2 separate regions of the Mus musculus genome follow, and region 1 is linked to region 2. The links are chromatin contacts, called in public Hi-C maps. All regions are on one chromosome and are shown on one strand. Each heading gives the region's core, a stretch centred on a gene start, on an enhancer-like site or on the middle of the called end of the contact. The rest is flanking DNA. Distances are from core to core; before and after follow the strand shown. Region 1 holds the start of Ces1g (carboxylesterase 1G). Region 2 holds the start of Ces1f (carboxylesterase 1F).

What was found. A called contact is a pair of places that touch in the nucleus more often than the background predicts.
Region 1: a Hi-C map of liver shows a contact between it and region 2, with 3 times the contacts expected there. The contact joins the promoter of Ces1g here to the promoter of Ces1f in region 2. A contact is called at or near these places in 2 of 39 promoter capture datasets (both in liver), 6 of 484 Hi-C or Micro-C datasets (all in liver), 5 of 115 datasets of contacts at active chromatin or transcription factors (embryonic stem cells, hepatocytes, intestinal villus epithelium and 2 more) and 3 of 9 other capture datasets (adipose tissue, liver and pancreatic islet).

Annotation. Positions count from the first base shown.
Region 1 is chr8:93,335,754-93,338,756 of GRCm38.p6, forward strand. It overlaps Ces1g (carboxylesterase 1G), which reads right to left and starts at 1,456. Exons shown (of 14, transcript NM_021456.4): 1 at 1,350-1,456. The coding sequence starts at 1,401.
Region 2 is chr8:93,278,199-93,281,536 of GRCm38.p6, forward strand. Ces1f (carboxylesterase 1F) reads right to left here and starts at 1,538. Exons shown (of 14, transcript NM_144930.2): 1 at 1,451-1,538. The coding sequence starts at 1,502.

The DNA.
Region 1 (3,003 bases), core at 206-2,705, 57 kb after region 2:
AATGAGAGTAAATGAAGAATAAGCATGGAGCACAGAGGGCTAGAGACAGCACCATGCAAGGCACTTCTGGGAAAAGAAAATGGCATATGAATATGACCAGGTCAGTCCAAGGGGAGAGATTATAATCCTGTGTTATTGGGGATGTGTAAAGAAGGATACCAAATACCTAGTTAAGGAGCTTTATGTAGTGGGTAAATAATCACAATAAATAGCTATGGGATCACTCAGGTTCTAGAAGAGGCGAGTCATAACATTAAGCATGATCATGCAGAGGGAGAAAATTTGGGTATTGGACTTTTGCATAACTACTGCCTCAGCTCTATTCTTGCTCTGTGAAGTCTTTCCCTCATCTCCCCACAGCTTCTCATTTGTTCTCTTTCTGCCTGCTGTGGATCTCTGACTTAAGGTATGTTTTATTTGAGATGTTTTTCCTTCAAGGCCAATGATTTAACAATGCAACAAGCCCACCATAGTTTTGAGAGTGTCTGTTATCAAGAGTAGCTGATAGTGCTATAAACAGTGTTATAAAAAAATCATGCCATGCACTGAGGAAAGCCCTATGCTTAGTCTCTTTGCTTTTAGGTTACCAGACACAATGAGGTATCTTTCCTGAGACACATATGTGTTAAAATGTCCATAGGTAACAGCATTGCTATTTTGTGTGACTTCCAAGATTCTATGCTATAGTAGACACTTCTATAATGAGAGGAAAGAGTTACGCAATGATCTGGAGATGTATATCAGAAATTTATAGACTAACTTCTAAATCTTCAAATTCTCTGAAATTATCCCAACTAGGAAAGGCTACATCACTGTCCCCTGTCTCCCCTCTTCTTTCCAGGGTAAACCATGACAAAGACCTTTGACAGCAGCTTCCATTCTGCCTCAGCCTTCTTAATAACCCAGTGCATCTCCCTCTGCCATAACTTCGTTGCTTTGCCCCACCCCTTTTCGGGAAATTTTCAGGAAGAAATTACCTTTTCAATGCTCAACAGTTCTTGGCTAATTCTACAAGTCAAACTTCCTATGGATATACTCTACTTTAAAGCACATATATATATATATATAATATCCCCTAGACCAGCCGGTATTCAGAGTGTTACAGAAAATTGTTCATTTCACACTGGACTGCAACCCAATGGGGAAGAAGCAGGCACGGCAAAATTAAATTCCTCACTCAAGGACATAAAACTCCAAAGCCCTCAGCTTAGAGTAACTGGTGTATTCTGTCCATGTCTGGCGGATGAACACCTCTAAGAAATGGGATCTGTTTTTAATTTTCCTGAATGCATCTGCATTCACCAAGGCCCAGGACAAAGAATTTCAAATGTGCACCCGGAAGTACTCACCCAGACTCAAGCAAGCAGTGAGAGAGATCAGACTCAAAGCACAGAGCCACATCATGGAAGAATAGCAGCTCTGGGGTCTAGTGAGGTGTCTGGTGGTGGAGATAATGCACTGATCCTGCCCCACAGCTATAAACTCATGCCTGAAATCCTGCCCACTAAGCCAATTTGCATAGAATCACCAAATGAAAATTCCTGACTGAGAGCTCTCTGGGCGCCTAATGGGACTTCTTAGTCACACCGACCTAGAGTTTAAACAAACTCTCTCTCTTATTTGACCAGCCATTGGACAGCTCTCAGATAACAGAGGTCCATAAACTAACCAAGGAACATCTTACATAATGTTTCTCCCCTTTGGAATTCAAACCTCAGTGTTCTGTCGGCCTCCCAAAGGCAGAGAGTAGCACAGCAGGCCTTCAGACAGGGAAAAGCTTTGATTTGACATCTCCAGTAAACAATGATAAATTTTAGAACAAATCAAAACCTCCAAACATCTCAGATCCATGATCTGAATACATCTCTTGGCATCCCTGGGCTTGTGCTTCCTTGAGTTCTAGACCCATGGTTGGTCTTTATACTTTATCCAGGGTCTGCTGATGTCTAAATACTGCCCTTACAATACTCCTATCAAGTGCTCTGTCTTCTTCTACTCTACTCTAAGGTCAGAGAGATCACTATTTTAAAGAACAGGGGTTTGGAGACAGTTTCTCCCCATAGTAGGTATCCCTCCATAGTCTAATTATCTGCCTATTCATTATCCGTCCATTATTCAAACATTAACCACAATGACTAGCATTTCCTTCTACAGGAAAGAAAATGGGAAAGGAAAACTGCAAGCCTAGCACTCTATTACCACCCTCACCCCCACCCCCAGATATCTGTGAATGTAGTTTTCTTCAGTGAGAGACTAAACTGCCCCACACTCATGTAACCAAGGCAACATGTGCAGCATCATTTTCTAATTTAGCTATGTGTTTGGGGTTCTGTTCTGCCTAAGGGTCTACAGTATCTTCTTTAAAATCATTTGTAGGCAGTATTGTGGCACTTTCATAAATATGCCTTAAATTTATTTCCTTTTTTGTCCTCCTCCCACTTTGCCCTCGCACACCCTTCTTGTTTATCCCTGTTCTCCTCCCAGCTGGCTAACCTCTGAGCTTTTGTGCCATGTGGGTTTCTGACCTAGGCCAGCAATTCATTCCTGAATGATAGAGTCCTGAGAAACAAGGTGCAGGGTGTCAGAGTTAAGGAGATAGAAAAGATGGGCTTAAGAAATCTTACACAAGCAGTGGGTTATGCCAAGCAAATTTACTAAGAAGTATAGCATCTTATATACTATCCCTGGGAGAGAAATCAGATAGAGCCAGCAGAAACAATCTTACAATGAGATGAAGTCAGCAGGAAGTTAATCAAGCAATGTTGCAAAAGAGAAATGCAGGGTATCTGAAAAGCTTGAGACCAACACACAGTGGCATTGGGACTTGTAACCATAAATATAGAAGGAAGAATTAGGTTTTCAGGATCCAAAGCCACAGCTTCCCCAAGGTGCTGGATCCAAGCCATTAATGTCTCTACTAAGTAAATTCTTGGTTTTAGATAAGTAAATGTGTTCCTTCTCCTACATCAGGAAAAAGCTCTCATGTCCCTGGGTTCAGGCTAT
Region 2 (3,338 bases), core at 288-2,787:
GAAGAGGAGGAAGAGGAGGAAGAGGAGCAGGAGGAGGGGGAGGAGGGGGAGGAGGATGACCAGGAGGAGGAGGGATAAAAAAATACTTCCGAGATGAAAGAGGGCAAAGTCTGATTATAGGTGACTAGGCATGGCTGAATTAACTATGAACTTTCAACAGGATTACCTAGAGCAAAATGTGCTTGCATGCAAGGGGTGGGGGTAGGGTGAGAACATTGCCAACAGAAGCTATGACTTACAACATTGCACACACATGTAATGCCTACTGTATACCAGAGGTACATCCCAGTTTCTTGAATTCATAACAATATCGTCTTTCTAGGTAACTATTGGTGTGTCTATTTAACTTGGAAGAATCAATCCTGTGTGGAGTTCCTAAAAATGGAGAGTATGCCGTTGCCAGGGTAACCAGCAGCAAAGGCATGTTCTGCTTCAAATCTGGGTCCTTCAGTTCCAGGCCTCTCTCAACGTCACCTGTCCACACAGGGTGAGGCATTTAAGGGATTGATTGCTGAGTACTGGCTCTGTATTTAAGTGCTAGAGACAGCCCTGGACATGATTTGCCAGATAAACTTGGAAGAACATACCAGTTTTTACAGGCCACCTATTAATGGCACAGATATACATTGAAATCAATGCTATAACCACATATTTACCATGAATTTAACTCATGTATCTGATGTTTAGGAGGCTATCATGACTCTTGGGAACTGTCTCTCTCAGAGTCTATCAATTTCAGAGGCATGACCCTAACTAAACATCTCCTTTATGATAGCATGGACTACTGTCTGCCTGTCCATCTGCCCTCATTACCCTGAACCTGGTACCAGACACTTGAGATGTGCACTGTTCCCTAAAGTTCCTTGAAATGCTAACAAAAGAGGCATTTGCTACAGGCTCCCCAGCCTGAGCCTCCTCACTGACCTGGCACGTCCTGTCCCCCCTACCTTAGTACTATGACTTTCTTCTTGGGGAAAATGAACAACAAAGTGGTTTTTCAATGACTATTTGGTCCTGATGTGCTAGCTTGACCATACTGTGTATTTTCTATTAGTACATCCTATATTTATGTATTATGTATTAATAATGGAGGACCCACTACATGTAAAGGCATGAAGGGGCATCCTATTGCAAGTGTACCTAAAAAGCTTTAGAAATGAAACCAACTAATCCTCTATAGTCCAGTGAAGTAAGGGAACCAACCTGTCTTGATTCCTCTTGTGCTGGAGTTGGCTCTTCGTCCTCTGTACCTAAGTGTGCTGCAGGGACTCAGGGATTTTAGTGTCTCTTGATCTCAGAGTGTCCTGCACCATGGTGTAGGCCACTTAGAGGCAAATCCAAGTCTGGAGAGTGAGTTCTCCTGCAGAACTAAATCTGTCTTGTCTGTGCTCTATGCACAACCCTGCTACTCTTTGTGTCCCCCACAAATTTGTATTTCAAAAGTACTCACCGCAAATCACACAGGTTGCTAGAGACACCAGGAACAGAGTGCTAAGGAACATCTTGCATGGACAGGCTCCCAAGTCAATGGACCTTCTAACTCTGATCCACAAGGAAGGGGTGTGTAAGGTCCTGCCCACATCCTGGGAACCTCCCAGGAGTCCTGCCCACAGAGCCCAATTACACAATACAGAACTACACACACACACACACACACACACACACACACACACACACACACACAAACACCTCTTTCTCTTCCTTAGCCACAGCTCTTCCAAGTTTACCCTGCTTTATCTGAACACTCATGCACCCAGCATTAGCTGTCTTATATATAAACAATTAGTATGAAACTCTCAGATGACAGATCAACAGCTTCTTTTAAAAAAAAAAACTTTTTATTAGATATTTTCTTCATTTACATTTCAAATGCTATTCCAAAAGTCCCCTATACTCTCCCCCCACCCTGCTCCCCTACCCACTCCCTCCCACTTCTTTCATAAATATTTTTCCTTGTAACACTCTCGCTTCAGAGTGCCAGGAGATCTCAAAGTCAAGCAAATACCTCCAGGCAGTGAAAAGCTTTAGTGAGGTGGGGGGATTCTTATAACAGGCTGAAATTTTTTAGAGAAATTCACAGCTCCACAGCTGTTCACCAGGGAGATCAGGGCACATGTCTCTGCCTCCCTTTTCTAGCATTTTGGACTCTTGTGTTTGGTAACAACGTTAAGCTTCAACTACCCTCCTTGGAGAAGTTTAGATTATTTGTATAGTCATCTTGCCAAGTGGCCCTATCTTGGGCCACATGCAACCAAGTTTGGGAACTCACTCAGTTCAGGGCAGAACTTTAGGTATAGATCTTTCTTATAATAATTCAACTCCATTTCAAAATCCTTGGCTTTTACCACCTACCTGCCCATTGATCCAGGAATACTTTGAATATTAACCAGAACAGATGTGAGGTCAGGAAGAGTCTGGCATATGTGTCCAAGCTGCAAACCATGGGGCTACGGTATAAGCATGCACTTGGGAGAGGGTCTTTCACAAGGTGCTATTGAAGGAAGCTGCTGAGATCCCCTTCCTAGGACCATCAAATGCCTTAGGACAGTGCTTTGGTTGAATACAGTCTGGTACAGCTGGCTAAGCAAATGCCATAGCTCCACTCAAAGTAGCTGTGGGCATCACTGTGTGATCAGGAAATAGAGAGGATCAGCTCAGGAGAGGAAAACACAAGTTATAGATTATCACTTAGTTTAAAGACTTAGTTTCTCTGATAGCTAGGCAGAGAGTTCCAGTCCTACTAACATACCTACAATAATTAAAACCATGAGCAGTAAAAAACTATCTGTACAAAGAGCATTTATTTCTAATATTTTAAGGGGCAGAAACAGCCCAAATAAATGTTCATGAACTGAACAATAAATAAATTGGTCACCTGTGTCCCTCACTGAATATTGTTTGTAAGAGCAGGTGCTGCCATAACTTGAAATTATGAAAAATAAAAGAAGCCAGTCATGAAGCTAATAGGCTTTAGGCTTCCAGTTGCGTGAAGGTTCCAGAACATAAAGATGAACAATGAGGGCTGGTTGCTGAGGGAAAGGAGATGAAGGGGCAATGGAGAGCTGCCAAGGCTGGGGAGCCTGCATTTGGGTTTTGCATTTGTCTGAGGCGTGATGGAAACGTGCTAAGTCGGCAGCGATGTGTAGCTCACTATGCATCTTTTTTTAACCTGCTAGAACCTGCTGGGTTGTATGATTCCTATTTATTTAAGGTTTTTATCCATCCTTCTATTTCGTTGACAAATGTTACTTGAGAGCCTGCAAGCCCTGACCTCAGTGTCCTGTGCGCAGGACAATCTTGCTCAGAGTATCTCAGTGATTCTCACTATGGGGCCCCAA